Linked DNA regions of Mus musculus: regions 1, 2, 3 and 5 are each linked to region 4. A link is a contact called in public promoter capture Hi-C data. All regions are on one chromosome and are shown on one strand. Each heading gives the region's core, a stretch centred on a gene start, on an enhancer-like site or on the middle of the called end of the contact. The rest is flanking DNA. Distances are from core to core; before and after follow the strand shown. Region 1 holds the start of Bcl7a (B cell CLL/lymphoma 7A). Region 2 holds the start of Ccdc63 (coiled-coil domain containing 63). Region 3 overlaps Ccdc63 (coiled-coil domain containing 63). Region 4 holds the start of P2rx4 (purinergic receptor P2X, ligand-gated ion channel 4). Region 5 holds the start of Psmd9 (proteasome (prosome, macropain) 26S subunit, non-ATPase, 9).

Region 1 (2,753 bases), core at 84-2,583, 640 kb before region 4:
TTAAAATCAGGGAGCAGGGAGTTTTCAACAAGTCTGACCCAACCTGGTGGTGGACTACTGGCGCCTCAGGCCTGGCCTCTGGGGCCGCCTCGGTGTCAGATCCCGACGAGGGCCGAGAAAATGTTCCATCCTACTAATTATAACGAGGCCACGCCGGGCAGGATCTAATTTGAGCTTGAAAAACACGCACGGCCCACACCGAATCTCGCGGTCTCCTCCTCCCCCAGTGCAGAGAACAAAAACAACGGTCGCTCGTTCTCTCCGCAAAACAAACACCAGCTCCAGCAAGAAGGAGGCAAGACACGGCCCAGGACTTGGCTTCTGGATGCAAACATCGCGCTCCCCGAGCTTCGGGTGCCGCGCGGAGCGCGTGGGAGCCGTGGGTGCTCCGCGCCCCGGCCGCGCCACCGCCTTCCTAGCGCTCGCCCCCATCTTCCTTCCTCGCCCGGAGCCCTCGCTCCAGGCTGCCCAAAGCGCTAAATTTAAACGGCTCGCGCTCTGCAAACTCCGCAGACTCGAGGGCGCCGAGGCCTGGGAGGCGGGGAGCTGCGGGCGGGTCGGGGCGTAGGATGTGTGTGTGTATGTGTGTGTGTGTGTGTTGGGGGGGGGGGACACCGGCGCCGCGCCGCCCCGGGAGGAGACGGCGGCCCGCTCCGCGCTGCACAATGGAGCTCGCGCTCTGCCCGCCGCCGCCGGCATCACGGCCCCGGCGCGCGGGAAGCCGCTTTCATGTGACTTGCACAAAAAAACGAAATGGCTTCTGGGGCCGGCTGCGAACCCCCCTCTCCCGAGAGCCGAGCTCCGAGCTCCGGGCTCCTGCCGCCGCCGCCGCCGCTCTCGCCGCCGCCGCGCCAGGTGGGTGACCGGCGCCAAGCACACCTGGGCAGCGGACGCAGCCCCCGCGGGGCGCAGGTGACCCCGGCCGCGCGCCCTCGCCAACTCCGGGCCCGGGGCCGCTGCGCCCCGCCGCTCTACGCGCTGGGTCCGGGCTTGCTGGCGGCCGCGACGCGGTGCAGCGAGCCGGGGCGAGCGAGAGAGCGAGCAGGCGCCTCGGCTTACCATTTGCGCACTTTCTCGATAGCCGCCATGACCCTCTTGATATCATCTTTGGCCCGGCTCCTGGTCTCGGCTCGAACCGACCTGCCCGACATGGTTCTGGCGGGGAGGGAGAGAGAGAGGAAAGAGAGAGAGAGAGGGAGGCTGGGGGAGCGCGCCCGCCGGGTCCTGCTCGCCACACTCGCCCGCTCTCTCACTCGCGCACAGACACACACTCACACACATACGCGCACACACAAAGCCTGGTGCCGCCGCGCGCCCGGGGCCCAGTGCGCAAGCGCCGGGGCGGCAGCTGCACAGAGCGAGGGGGAGCGGCGCGGCCGCCAGCAGTGCGGCCTCCGGGTGCCGCCGCCCTCCCCGGGGAGCCTCGGGGACCTCACTCTGGGAAAGCTCTCCCGGGTAACCCCGACCTCCCAGCACGCGGGACGGGCCCGCGCCAGGACTCACCCAGAGGCCGCAGGTGCGATGGGGGGCCCCTCCCCCCCCCAAGACACACACCCTGGGGATGGCAGACTGCAGGCCGTGGGTGCTCTGGCTCGGGTTGGTGGCCGCGGGCGCGATCGTGCAAGTTTCTTGTCGGGCGTTTGAGTTCTCAAGAGTTGGAGGCGGCGGTTCGGGACGCGAGGTGATCTTAGAAAGAGTTGAGGCGCCGGTCTCTGGCCAGCTGCCCTGTTAAAATGTGCGAGCTAGAACGTCTCCTCCCCATGCTTAAACTAGAGTCGTAGGAAAGGTGCCCGAACCCGGTGGCAATTGACATTGTCTCTGGGCTTTCTTTCCCTTAGAGATAAGTTGTCCCAGTCACGGATCAACCTCCCTGGGGTTTGACCGAAAATGACAATTTAATCTTAAACGGCTCCTGGTGGAAGTGCAGTGTAATGACCCGGAGCAGCAGGTAAACTAGACTGGCCCAACACAGAAGGACTTATGAGAGGCTGTCTCCCTACCCTAGGACAGAGCTGGGTGACAGGATCTACCGCGGTCACCCAGTATAGGGACAGGTGGGTGTGCAGTTGCGGCTACACAGACTGGACCAGAGCGAATGCTTGTCCACGTGAATGCTGGGAAAAGAGATGACCTGAAGTGAGAGAGCTGCTACCTGGAGAGGAACTAGCGCAACATCAGTCATTTCACAGATGGACAAACTGAGTCAAGGAGTTATTGAAGGTTGCAGCAGTGACCTTCATCTGTGACTGCCATGATTCTAGTACCAAGCATCTCCCCCTGAAGTCTGGGGGGGTTGCAGGGGTTTGGTAGAGGGAGCTAGTGGGGAAATGGGTGTGAGAATCTGGGGAAATTTCCCCCAGGCTTCTTTTAACCACTTTAAACGCACGGTCCTAAAGCGAAAATTTAAAAATAAGAACAACAATCAGATGTGGTAGCCCACTCCTTTAATTCCAGGCAGAAGCAGGTAGAGATCTGTGGTTCAAGACCAACCTGGTTTATGTAGGTAGTTCCAGGACTACATAGTGAGGCCCTGTCTTAAAACAAAACAAAACAAAAAAACAACCCAAACCAAAACAAACAAAAGCAAAAAACCAACAACAACAACAAAACAATGGAGCCAGGCAGTGGTGGTACACACCTTTAATCCCAGCACTTGGGAAGCAGAAGCAGGCCGATTCTATGTATTCAAGACTCAAAGCCAGTCTGGTCTACATAGTAGTGAGTTCTAGGACAGCCAGGGCCACAAAAAGAAA
Region 2 (2,846 bases), core at 262-2,761, 580 kb after region 4:
TTTTTTCGAGACATGGTTTCTCTGTATAGCCCTGGCTGTCCTGGAACTCACTCTGTAGATCAGGCTGGCCTCGAACTCAGAAATCCACCTGCCTCTGCCTCCCAAGTGTTGGGACTAAAGGCATGCGCCACCACTGCCCGGCCTAACCCATGTTCTTTATCACTAAGCACACTGCTAGATAAGGGTCTTGTAGGATGTAGACAGTTGCTTGGGTTTGAATGACTCGTAATTAACAGACTCGGGAAGTTCTGAGACGACTCTACCGTGGGTCAGAACTGTGACTCAGAGTCCACTCTTTTGGCTTCTAATAAAAGTCCTGAAGTTGCAGCTCCAGGTTTTCCCAGGGGCCGATGACCGGGGAGGGGTGCCCTATACTTACCCTATACCCGCAGTCACTATCTGAGGAGCTAGCCAACATTGTAGACCATCAGCCACTGGTCTCCCTTAGGCTTGCAACAGGGCTGCCAGCAACCAACAGAGGCAGCATATCTCCTATTTCCTTTTCAGCGACAGCAAAGCACCTTCCTCTTCTCTAACCTTGGGCTGTGGGAAGCTCCTCTGGTGCCTTTGAGACCACGACCAGTAATTATAAGCCCACCCCTGTGGCAGACTCCAGGAAATAATGCACCCCACCCCCGCTGTTGCCCCCAGACATGGTTTCTCTGTGTAGCTCTGGGTGTCCTGGAACTCAACTCTGTAGACCAGGCTGGCCTTGAACTCAGAGATCTGCCTGTCTCCGCTTTCCGAGTGCTGGGATTAAAGGCATCGATAGATCCACTGCCTGGCACCAGTTAGTCTCTTAACGTTCCTAGTCCAAGCATTGACTGGGAAGGATGGGCTGATTTGGGTATCTGACCGCCGTGGAGACTGTCTTGCTGTGTGTGCTGGTTCCATTTGTTTACCGCTGGCAGCTTTGTTTGCTCTAGGCTACACTGGGGGCGCACGCGAGGGGCCGTGGCGGGGGTGGGGGGGTGGGGGTGGGGTGGGGCTCGTTCTTCTTGGCAAGAGGGCCGAGTTCTGCACCCAGGAAGAACCGCGATGGGAAACCTTCGCCAGAGAGGCATGTTTCTAACCACTGCCCACCCAGTGGCAGACAGTGGAGAGCAGCCGAAACAGCAGGACCCGAGGGCAACTTCCAGATGGTGAAGGGCGGACCGGGGTAAAGTCATTGCCTAACCTGCCCCAGGTTTAATCTCCAAACTCTGAAAACAAGTCGTTTTAGGTCACTGTGTAACAGAAAGGAGGTATTTAATGGTGAAGCGAGAGGAAAGAGAGTAGTAACCCAGGGAGGGAGGGAATGGAAGCTGGCTTGGTGGCCAAGGTGGCCAAGGTGTTTGACACAGGGCAGCTGAGGGTAGCCCAGGAATGCGTTGCCCTGTCCCCTCTGGTAAAATGCGGGTTCTCCGTGGGTCCGGTTGTCTCGGCTGTCCTTAGAGAACGCGAGTCGCCGCTGTCACAAAGGCGCGGGTTCCAGGGCGGAGAACGCGGGGTGCGGAGCTGGCTGCCACTTAGACACACGAGCCGCCACTACCGGGAGCCGCGGGAGCCGTGGGTGGTAAGTTAGGGTACACACAGCGCCCCCTGCCGGGGATGAGCAGAGGTGAGGCAGGAACCAGCCACTGCCACCATAAACGCTCCCCAAACTCAAAGAGCTATATGTGCTCTCAAGCGACTGTGTATTTATTTATTACGTATCCATTCACTTACAGCACAGACTGACCTTGAAGTAAAGCTACAGCCAAAGATCTTGACCTCATGATCTTCCTGTTTCCACCTCCCGCGTCACTCAGGCCAGCACCACCACGCCCACCTTTTGTTTTCTTTTTAAAACAAATTGATCACGTCGTGAGGGTGGCTGAACCACAGCTCAGTTCCCCACAACACTAAGCACACAGTAGGCGCTTGTTTGTATGCCAAATCGACTTAGACATTCACACTGCCACAACTCTCATGATTTATAAGTCCCCAGAAATTTCATTTCAAATTGTCTCATGAAAAGTTCTTCCTGTCTGGTGTGATAGGACGCGATCCAGTGACATCTTCTGGTCTGGCTAAGCCTTGAGGTTTTGGTGTTTATGGTTTCTCTCCCCATGCTAGTATGATTCATAGAGCCCCATGGAACTGGCTGACCTAGATTCCCCAGGTTAAAATTCAGTTACTAAATTCTCTCCAGTGTACAACAGGAATTACTGGTCCACGGAAGTGGGAGGGGATTATGCAGATTAGGGGAGGGCGTGGCCCTCCCCACTGTCTAGATGGGGAACTGAGGCTCCAGAGAGCAGCACAGATGTACCTGAGGTCCGTTAGAGGCTGGGCAAGAATGTGAATGGAGAACCTGGAATTCCACATAGGACCTCGCAGTTTCTGGGACACAGTGGGCCTAACAACCCTTTGGGGCTTGTCTGCTAATGTCCCCACTCCTAAGTGCCTCTGGGCAGGTAGCATTCAAGTTCTGATATGATAAAATGTTCCTCTGGGTTGCTGGTTGCTGGTTCCTGATCCTAGAAGTGGGGTATGGGTGGGGTAATCACAGCGTAGGCAGGGTTTCAACTCTGTTGTGTGTGTGGGTGTGGGATAGGTATGTATCAGTGGGTAGTGCTGGCCTAGCCTGCATGAAGTACCGGATATGGTAGCACATGCCTCTAATCCCAGCACTTTGGAGGTGGAGGCAGGAGGATCAGGAGATCAAGGCCAGCCTTGGCAGCATACTGAGTTTGAGGCCAGCCTCGACTACAGGAGACTCTGTCCCAAAGTCAAAAAAACCAAAACAGCTCCATCAGGTTGATCATCAGAGGCCTCTGTGCCCCTTTCCTTTAGAGATGTGAGGAGAAGGGTAAGTGACAGGC
Region 3 (2,779 bases), core at 89-2,588, 600 kb after region 4:
CTAGATAGTTCTAGATGATTCTCAGAGGATGAAGAATAGAATGCCTGAGGAGAAGGTGGGGACAGGGGCGACTCCTTGATGGGTTACCCCACATGGAGTAGGGTTGGATACAGTGGATGAGGGCAACTCCCATCTTCTCCTACTGGTTCTCGTCTGTCTGAGCAGGATGACATCATCAACTTGCGGTCACAGCAGCAGACCTCCCATGAGGGCACCCGGAGCATCCTGAAACAGATGGAGGTGAGCTGAGAAGGGGAGGGGGGAGGGGGAGGGGAAGAGACAGGGACAAGGAGCATCCTGCATGTGTCCGTCATCTGTCAGATGGCCTGTTCAGACACAACCACAGAACCCTTGTCTGTAAGCTCTGTTTATTGTACAGGTGCTCGGAGGTCCAACCTAAGCCTGGGACTGCACTTCCATTCTGATGCATCTCTGCCTCAGTTTCTCCTTTTGTCTCCCCCTTGGCTCAGTTCCACTGTTTTTCACTAACGACCACAAACCAACAGTCTGTCTTCTATTCTTTCTCCTCCCCTCTCCCTTTCTGTCTATGCTGGGAATCAAACCCAGGGCCTCCAGTATGTTAGTTCTGTACTGCACCACTGAACCAAGCCTACATCCTGCATGCAAATGCGTCCTGGGCTAGGCACTAGTCAGTAGATGCCAGGCTATGTCCACTCCTCTGGCCCCATCTCCCTTCACCACCTTCAGGAGAAGGTGTTATACTCTTTCCATTTTTTTTTTCAGGGAGCAAACAGAGGCTGGCAGAGGCAAACAGTACAATCAACTCTAGGGAGCCGAGTTGTGGGTTTTTTTTTTTTTTTTGGACATGGTCTCACTATGCAGCCTTGGTGTCTAGAATTCACTATGTAGCCCAGGCTGGCCTCAAACTCACAGCAATCCTCCTTCCTTTGGCTCCCCAGTATTGGGTTTGAAGGTTTCTTCCTGCCTCCCCCGCCCCCCAGACACCCTGGGAGCCCGAGCAAGCTAGAAGCTTATTTTTTGTTAAATAAGCTGAAAATTGGCACTTTCAGGATTGGGGGAGGGAGTGTCTTTGTGATGTCATCTACCACCCAGGCTCTTCTTGGTGTGTGGTTTCCATCCCAAGGATGCCTGGTGGTACCACGGCTCCCAGGAAGAAGGTTGGAGAGTGTGGAGAAGGCCACACTGGCTGAGGCAGGAAGCCCCAGTTGCTTCTCAGGACACTTGAATAATGACTCTTTATGGGGTTTGTGTGCTCGTCACACTGCCATCCCAGGGCAAACAGGTTCTCCGGTGACAGTATCTGGGCAATGAACAGCCAATGCTCAGCAAGATGTGAATCCCGCCCCTGACTGGCTGGGTGTGGTGCACACATCTTTGATTCGCATACTTAGGAGGCTGAGGCAGCAGGATCTGGAGTTAAAGGGTAGCCTGGGCTTTTCCTGTTCAGAATCATAGCTCCTTCCCCTGAGCGATTTTTATTTGTTCCTTGGGGCTCATTTTCGTCCTTCACCCTGACCAGGCTGGTGGTGCTATTCGTGGCTCTACCGCGGAGGGACAGCAAAGCCCAGGAAGAGCCTAGGAAACTCAGAGCCAAGGGGTGTCGGGAAGGGAAGCCGTTGTGATTCAGGCTGGTCTCCGCAGGTGGTCTCCAGCCTAGATCCACAGGCTCTACTTGGGGGCCACCTAGAACTCCCGACTCTTCCCTGGGTTTGGGATCAACAGTGTTCATCAGGGTCTCCTCTGCCTGGCTCTGTCTTTATTGTTTTATGCCTTCACTGGACTGTGGTGCTAGCTAGGATAGCATTGTGTCTGCGCGCATGCGCGTGCGCATGCCCACGTATCCCCCTCCGAAATACAAATACCCCAAGGAGGAGACTTCATCCAAGGAGCTATGGGTTCTCAGATACGTCCCACCCTGCTAAGGGCTGTCCCCAACTTCCTGCTTAGAACCCTCTCCACCCCTGGCTCTTCACCATCTCCTCTCTCTCCAGGAGTCCGGGTTCGGCACTCTGAGGAATCACTTAGTTTTGATACAGGGTCTCATGTACCCCAGGCTGGTCCCAAACTCACTACATAGACAAGGATGACCCTGGGCTCGCGTCCCTCCTTGCCCCCATCCCCAGAGTGCAAGATTTACAGGCATGCATACCACTCCTGGTTTGCGCAAGCACTCCACGCAAGGAACCCCCATCCTTAGCTGTCTGTTTTTTTCTTAAATTTGTTTGATGCTGTCAGGAAGCTCATTCCTTGGATGGCACACCGCCTGCCCCCGCCCCCCCGTCACTTGCACAAAAAGTCCCTCAGCCTCAGGCTGGGCCTGGTGTCTGTCTGTCCCCCAGGAGAAACTGAGAAAGACCACGCAGGAAGCGGACATTTATGAGACCAAATACAAGGAGATGAGCAAGACCCTGGAGTATCTCAAGAACTCGGTGGAGAAGATGTTTAAGAAGATCAACTGCGATGCCACTGAGATCCTGGGCAAGCTGGGCGAGTCCGGGAAGGTCACGGACATCAATCTGCAGCAGTATTTTGGTGAGCCTAGTACCTCTTAGGCACTCTTGCCTGCACGGTCTGTGACCAGGCACAAGAACGCTTTCTTGGTTGGTAGTGAGCACAGCCATGGTGCGGCCTGCCTTGGTTTGAATTCTGAGCCTTCACTTACTAGCTGTGTGACGTTGGCCACATTCCCGACCCTCTCTGTGCTCGGGTTCTTTGAGCTCTGAAATGAGGGTGCAACTCAGGAGCTACACCACCGGATTTATTGGGAGGATTAAACACGGGTTAGTTGGTGGTGAAT
Region 4 (3,141 bases), core at 314-2,813:
CTCAGGCGAGCATTCTTCTGCCTCAGCCCCATGAATACTGGGATTGCAGACATACTGATTACTGCCTCCTCCAGCTTCAGCGAGTCTTATCTAGTGTCTACCGCTTCCATATGGTGGAAGCTACAACCTTGTGAGCGGAAACTCCTCTGCATTCTTTTGAATGCCCTTAGGCGGTCTGAACAGATTCCAGACCTAACACCAAAGCAGGAGACCTGTTGATTTATTATTTAGTTGGGACACTGTAATAATTCTGGTTGTCCTGAAACTATGTAGACCAGGCTGGCTTTGAACTCATAGATATCTGCCTACCTGTCTCTCACCAGTGCTAGGATTAAAGGCTGTATCTTAGGCATTCTTAACCATCTCTCTGGGCCATCTCTCCAGCCACCTGTGTACCTATTTCATATACCTAAGGCCACACAAAGCTTTCTCAGGTGAGTGTGGTCAGGCACAGAGGTCTTACAGCTCTGAGTCAGTTTGTGAATTGGCAATCTATCTGTGTTTTTTGTGGATTCCTAAGTGACTCCAATGTGTTGTTTGGGGACCCGTGCTTTAGGCCCTTTAGTAAGAAAACAGATCCACCTGTCACGCTAGCAGCTGTTGACACTCGAATACCTTGAAATTGGGCCCAGGAGGCAAGGTAAGGTTCACCATCTCTCCTGGGGTGTATTACAGCCTTACAGGTGCATCCAATTAAAATTAAACGTTTCATAACGCCTAGTGATGGGAGGGTATATATAAACAGTAATGAAGAGCAGAGTTTAGAATCAAAATCAGGCGGGTACTCATATTCCCAACCAATCCAACAAAACAAAGGAAGTGACCTTGGGACACTTTTGGGAAGTGTGACATCTCAAGGGTACTGGGTTATCAGAAGCTTCTTAAGGTAACAGAAACCACAGACCCAGAAAGTACCGAATGAAAACCACAAGCCTTGGTTTCTGTCCGAGTTTGAAAAGGAACCGAAGAGAAGTCCGTGACGCACAGAGTTAAGCCTTCCCTGCCCTGCCCCTCCACCAAGCCAAGGCGCAGCATGAAGCAAGTCGGGAGGGAAGGATGCGAGAAAGATGGGGTGACAGTCTAGCTAAGACGAGGCTTAGCTCCCAGGACGTCCAGTAGTCCCCAGTGTCCTGTTCAAGCTGGTTCCAGGTGGCTTGGCTAGAGCCCGGCGAGGGCGTGTCGCCGCCCCTTGAACTCGGGGAGGAGGGGCTTGGCCGGCTCAGCTATTGCCCCAGACCCAGAGAGCGAGCAAGGGGGCGCTGCCAGGTCCCGACAGTCTGGGTTGCCCCCAGCCGCGGCCCCTCCCCAGGCCCGCTCACCCAATGACGTAAGCCAGGATGAGCAGCTGCACCACGCGGTTCATGAGCCCCACTTTACGGCTGCGGATGAGCACGATGCGCGGCGTGTCGTACTCGAACAGGAAAGCCCGGAGCACGGAGCAGCAGCCTGCCATGGCTCCGCCGCCCGCTGCTCCGCGTCGTGGCCACCGCGGGTCGCCTTGTCGCTGCCACCACCACCACCGGGTCCGGGCAGCAGCCCCGCCCAGCAGCTCGGCCCGGAAATAGGCGGCGCGCGACCTGAGGAGCGCGTCTCCTCCCCCTCTGCCACCCCAGGGTGACGCCCCAACTCGTGACCCTCTCAAAGGGACGATCTAAAAAGCAAGAGTGGTATAGCACTAAGGGACGAATTACCTCTGGAGCAGGGAGCAAGGTCAGCTCCCGGAGGGACAAGGATAATGACGCCCTCAGGCCTAGGATTGAAAGGCAGACAGTTGAGTTCTGTTGCAAAGGACAGCTCTGCGGTTCAGATATAGGATAACGAGCCGTGCGCCAGGGGAACTTGGATAGGAGTTACATTCCTAGAGGACCCGAGTGCTGAAGAGTCAGTCCCCTGACTGAAGGAGGCAAACTTGATCTGGATGTAGTGGAGGGAGCCCCGCTGTGCTGCTTTATGAAACTATAGGGTGGGTGAATAAGTACCTGGTGTACTAGGATGTCTGCAGAAGTCAGCCACAAATGCCACCATATACCCCTCTTAGGCCTGAAGCCGATCCATGTCCCTACCCCTAGTCAGATAACTGTCGTAGTTGCACCTGAGAGGAGGCAACAGCCAGCACCTGGGGGGTGGGGGGGGGTCCCTGTAGCCATCTTGCTATTGAGAATGGCTTACCGCAAGCTTAGGGAGAATTGGAAAAATTCAAGCCCGTGGGGAGACACCATTGTTAAGGTCACATATATCCATTCCCTTCCGAAGTTTTTTTAATAGGCGTTTTATATTAAGTGTAACAGATACATCCAAGTACCCTTATACCAGGTACTGTCCAGCAAGCATAGTGAGAGCATCTCAGCCCTGTGCAGTATAAATATAGCAGGTAATATACACAAGGCTTGAGGTTCTAATCAGACTCCTCGCGGTTCTTTTCATTTTCTGCTCCATGCATCTTTTATTTCATCTGAGTTAGCTTCAGCTTCTGGTCACTTGGCTCCATGGATCTGAGAGAGCATGGTGGACCTTACAGAAAGGCATGGGGACAAGGTGTGTCTTTCCACCACCAGGTCCCAGGGAATTAGTTATTCCAGCTGGCTTCACCTCCTTTGTACCGCCTCCCAATGCTAAGATAAGATTTGCCGTTATGTCATAGCTCCCAATGTTAAGGTCTCTCAGCATCCAGTCCCCTCTCAGCATTATCTCCCACGTAGGGAAGAAGCCTTCAACACATGAAGGTTTGGGAAGAACTCTTCATACACAAGTCATAGTGCCCTGTTACCAGCGACTCATCACGGGATTTGAATGATTTTGAGTTTTAATCTAAGGCCTAGTGGGAAAACATGCCAGCCTGGTGTGGTGGCACATGCCTGTTATCCCAGCAGTCCGAAAGCAGAGCTGGGAGGATTGGCACAAGTTCAAAGCCAGCCTGGTTTATATACCTAGTTCTAACTATAGAGTGAGACCTTGTTTCCGTCTATAGTCAGTGAGTAGGATAGATGCTGCCAAATTTGACAACCTGAGTTTAATCCCTAGAACATAAGTGGTGGAAAAAAAGAGAACAAACTCCCACGATTGTCCTCCAGCGTGTGCGTGCCCCCCTCCTAGTACATTGTTTGAGAAAATTCTGAGACAAAAGAATAAATATAAGCCATG
Region 5 (2,950 bases), core at 377-2,876, 520 kb before region 4:
TTTCATACACACACACAGATATATGTGTATACACACACACATATACATACATACATATACACATACATATATACACATATATGTGTATCCATACATACACAGATATATGTGTACACACACACACACACACACACACACACACGGGTTTTTGTGTTTTTTTTTCTTTAAAGAGATTTGTGTCTGTTTAAACGTCTCCACGGGCGTGTGAACTTACACAGTAGTAAATTCTGGATCTCAACTCCAGTCCTTATGATGGCCAGTGCCTTTAAACCACTGAGCCATCTCTCCAGCCCCTGACTCCGCCCCTTTGAGCTTCAGGGACACAAGTTAACAATACTGCTGTGACAGTTTCCTGGCACAGCACACATACAAGATAGTACCTTTCAGGCACATGGTCAGCACCTACCTGGCCTGTAGAACCTCTATATGACACCGTCATCTGGCACCCATCACCCAGATGTCATTGTGCCCAGCAATGAGTGTGATTTAGCCTCCCCTTCCTCTATACACTGACTTGGGGTTTTATGAAAAATATATCTGCTTAGGAGGTAAACAGATCACAGAGCCAACCATTCCCCCTTCCTAACTGGGCAAGCATTGGCTCCACTCTGGCCCTGTTTCCCCTTTTACAGTAAAGACAATGTGCTTAATCTGGCTCCACTTAAAAGAGCAATTAGCAGAGGTGAGGGTTTTCTTAAAATCCAGAGTCTTTTCCCTATCCCAATTAGAGTCTGCATTTCATTTTTACTTTTCTTTTTTGTTTTTTTTTTTTTTTTTTTTTTTTGGTTTTTTTTTGAGACAAGGTCTAATATAACCCAGGACAGCCTCGAGCTTACTATGTAGGCAAGAATAACCCTCAAGTCCTGATCCCCCTGCCTCCACTCTCTAAACGCTGGGCTTAAATAGGGATGCCTCCCCTGGCTACAACGTGCATTTTAACAAGATGCCCAATTAATTCTCCCAGTTGACATTTATAAAGTCCTAAAGAAAAGCGGGTGGCGAGGCCAAACCTGGTAATGTCACCTACAGAAAGTGACAGTAGCGATTATCACTATGCCTCAGCAAATAGTCTATCCTTGCGACCGAGGCAGTTTCACTAAGGCCTATATCATGGTTGCACAGGCCCGCGATTCCCGCACTCAGAAAGATGAAGCAGGAGGATCACGAGTTCGAAGCCAGCTTAGGGGCTGCGTTAAAAACAAACAAACAAAAAACTTTAAAATGCAAAGTTAATGCTTCCGAAAATGAAAATTAATCCCACGTAAAGAAAAAATGCTTAAAGGGGCGTGTGGCACGCAGCAAAGACCCCCTCTAGGACACTGCTTGGCAGCGACCCCGAGCCTCGTCCGCAGGCCTCCCCGCCACACTCACGCTCTCCAGGACGTCGTAATTAGCCTTGATCTCCGCCTCGATCTCCTCCTTGCGTCGCATCAGATCCTGGATGTCGCTGACCGCGGCCGCACGGGCCTCGGAGGACTCTGCCCGGTGCGGAACGTCTTCACCCGACATCGCGGACCTCAAGCTAGAGTTCTGGGTTTCCCGGCTACGGACGCCAGCCGAGGCTGAGGCTACGGGTCCTCCCCGGGGCCAAAACAGCTCAGCCAACGCGCAAGTACGGAAACAGATGAAGGGTGGAGCTTGGAAGTGGGCGGGGTCACCGGCTAGATAGACCACGTGGTTTTCAGATGACCCGGTAGAGATAAATAGGCCCATAGAGGACATAGGTATTTACTCCCACTTTATCCTGACTCATTTCCACTTTTCTTGTTCATTCCTTTCTTTTTCATTCTGTCCCCGTCCCTCCATCCGTCCGTTTCCCCACCCCCCCACCCCACCCCGTTTTTCAAGACAGGGTTTCTCTGTGTATCCCTGGCTGTCCTGGAACTCACTCTGTAGACCAGGCTGGCCTCAAACTCAGAAATCCTCCTGCCTCTGCTCCCAAGTGCTGGGATTAAAGCCACCACATCTGGCTTACACTTTTTTTCATTCACTCATCTGAAGGCTGAGTAAACTGGATACCAGCTGTATAAATGTAAGAGGATCCAGTCTTGCCAACCTTGACACTTCAGTTCTTAACATCTACGAAGCCCCTGAGTGTTTGAAAGAGGCTTTCAAGCGATTTGTTTTTTGTTTTCTGTTTCTTTTCTTTTTCTTTTTCCAGACAAGATTTACTGCATCTCAGGCAGGCCTCTAACTCATTGTGTAGATGAAGGCGACCTTGAAGCTCTCCCCAAGTTTTTAGAATATTCTATTTCTTATTGTCATGATCACAGACACCCTCTAACCCCCCACTCCCATTCTATCCATTTCGCACCTCCCTCAACCTATCCTCATCAAAACTTCAAGACCTTTTTTTTTTTCCTTCTTTATAACCTAGTGTGCCCAGTGCCTTTGAGCATCTGATACTCCATCTGCTCCCTCCACAGGCAGGGATTACAGGCATGTACCACCAGGTATGGTTTATGAAATATTGGGGATCAGGAACACTCTACCAACTCAGCTATATCCCCAGCCACTTTCGGGCTGGGGATCCTCATGGTACAACCTATGTTCAAAGTTGGACCATTAACACCGACTATATATATTCCATGTGACCTTAAATAATTTCACCTTCTGCTCTCTGACCTTATTGTGTGACACTAACAGTAATATCTCTCGCTCTTTTTTTTCATTTTTATTTACTAATTTATTCCCTTTGGATCCTGATCAGAGTACACACACCCTAGCAACGTGTCTCTTAAGGGTGTCCAAGTATTTATTGACTTTCACCTCTGTCACGAGGTGCTGGTGTAACAGGCCCCCAGACCTTAGTACAACCGACTCCATAAAGAAAGTACCACTCAGGCTGGAAAACACAGCACACAGACAGCACCACCTGCCAAAACTAAAACAAAGCCGGAAGCCATCCAAGTCCACAGCTGTGGGAAAGTCTCTCCATGCACGAACCTTG

What was found. Promoter capture Hi-C pulls out the DNA fragments that hold promoters and counts their contacts. Capture Hi-C pulls out chosen DNA fragments and counts their contacts.
Region 1: a promoter capture Hi-C map of neutrophils shows a contact between it and region 4, with 2.2 times the contacts expected there. The contact joins the promoter of Bcl7a here to the promoter of P2rx4 in region 4. A contact is called at or near these places in 1 of 39 promoter capture datasets (neutrophils) and 1 of 115 datasets of contacts at active chromatin or transcription factors (pancreatic cancer cells).
Region 2: a promoter capture Hi-C map of liver shows a contact between it and region 4, with 2.3 times the contacts expected there. The contact joins the promoter of Ccdc63 here to the promoter of P2rx4 in region 4. A contact is called at or near these places in 5 of 39 promoter capture datasets (the C10 cell line, frontonasal cranial neural crest, hippocampal neurons and 1 more), 1 of 484 Hi-C or Micro-C datasets (cortical neurons), 3 of 115 datasets of contacts at active chromatin or transcription factors (the SCID.adh cell line, memory CD8 T cells and pancreatic cancer cells) and 2 of 9 other capture datasets (adipose tissue and liver).
Region 3: a promoter capture Hi-C map of embryonic stem cells shows a contact between it and region 4, with 2.6 times the contacts expected there. The contact joins the enhancer-like site here to the promoter of P2rx4 in region 4. A contact is called at or near these places in 8 of 39 promoter capture datasets (the 3T3-L1 cell line, the C10 cell line, embryonic stem cells and 4 more), 3 of 115 datasets of contacts at active chromatin or transcription factors (the 230-238 cell line, bone marrow-derived dendritic cells and embryonic forebrain) and 2 of 9 other capture datasets (embryonic stem cells and pancreatic islet).
Region 5: a contact with region 4 is called in a promoter capture Hi-C map of liver, with 2.7 times the contacts expected there. The contact joins the promoter of Psmd9 here to the promoter of P2rx4 in region 4. A contact is called at or near these places in 2 of 39 promoter capture datasets (liver and stem cell-derived epiblast-like cells) and 1 of 115 datasets of contacts at active chromatin or transcription factors (pancreatic cancer cells).

The regions. Positions count from the first base shown.
Region 1 is chr5:123,343,028-123,345,780 of GRCm38.p6, reverse strand. It overlaps Bcl7a (B cell CLL/lymphoma 7A), which reads right to left and starts at 1,333. Exons shown (of 6, transcript NM_029850.3): 1 at 1,060-1,333. The coding sequence starts at 1,151. It overlaps Gm15860 (predicted gene 15860), which reads left to right and starts at 639. Exons shown (of 2, transcript NR_165267.1): 1 at 639-855.
Region 2 is chr5:122,130,630-122,133,475 of GRCm38.p6, reverse strand. Ccdc63 (coiled-coil domain containing 63) reads left to right here and starts at 1,511. Exons shown (of 12, transcript NM_001384199.1): 1 at 1,511-1,555.
Region 3 is chr5:122,110,595-122,113,373 of GRCm38.p6, reverse strand. Ccdc63 (coiled-coil domain containing 63) reads left to right here. Exons shown (of 12, transcript NM_001384199.1): 9 at 166-240; 10 at 2,322-2,514. It also overlaps a transcript of Myl2 not described here. Among named protein-coding and RNA genes, the nearest start is that of Myl2, 11 kb to the right of the region's middle. Within about 2 kb of position 1,338, at least 19 of the 459 cell types and tissues checked have an H3K27ac peak or open chromatin away from gene starts, as enhancers often do. A contact at or near this core is called in embryonic stem cells, where this site is marked.
Region 4 is chr5:122,705,966-122,709,106 of GRCm38.p6, reverse strand. It overlaps P2rx4 (purinergic receptor P2X, ligand-gated ion channel 4), which reads right to left and starts at 1,563. Exons shown (of 12, transcript NM_011026.3): 1 at 1,320-1,563. The coding sequence starts at 1,453.
Region 5 is chr5:123,226,866-123,229,815 of GRCm38.p6, reverse strand. Psmd9 (proteasome (prosome, macropain) 26S subunit, non-ATPase, 9) reads right to left here and starts at 1,626. Exons shown (of 6, transcript NM_026000.2): 1 at 1,372-1,626. The coding sequence starts at 1,509.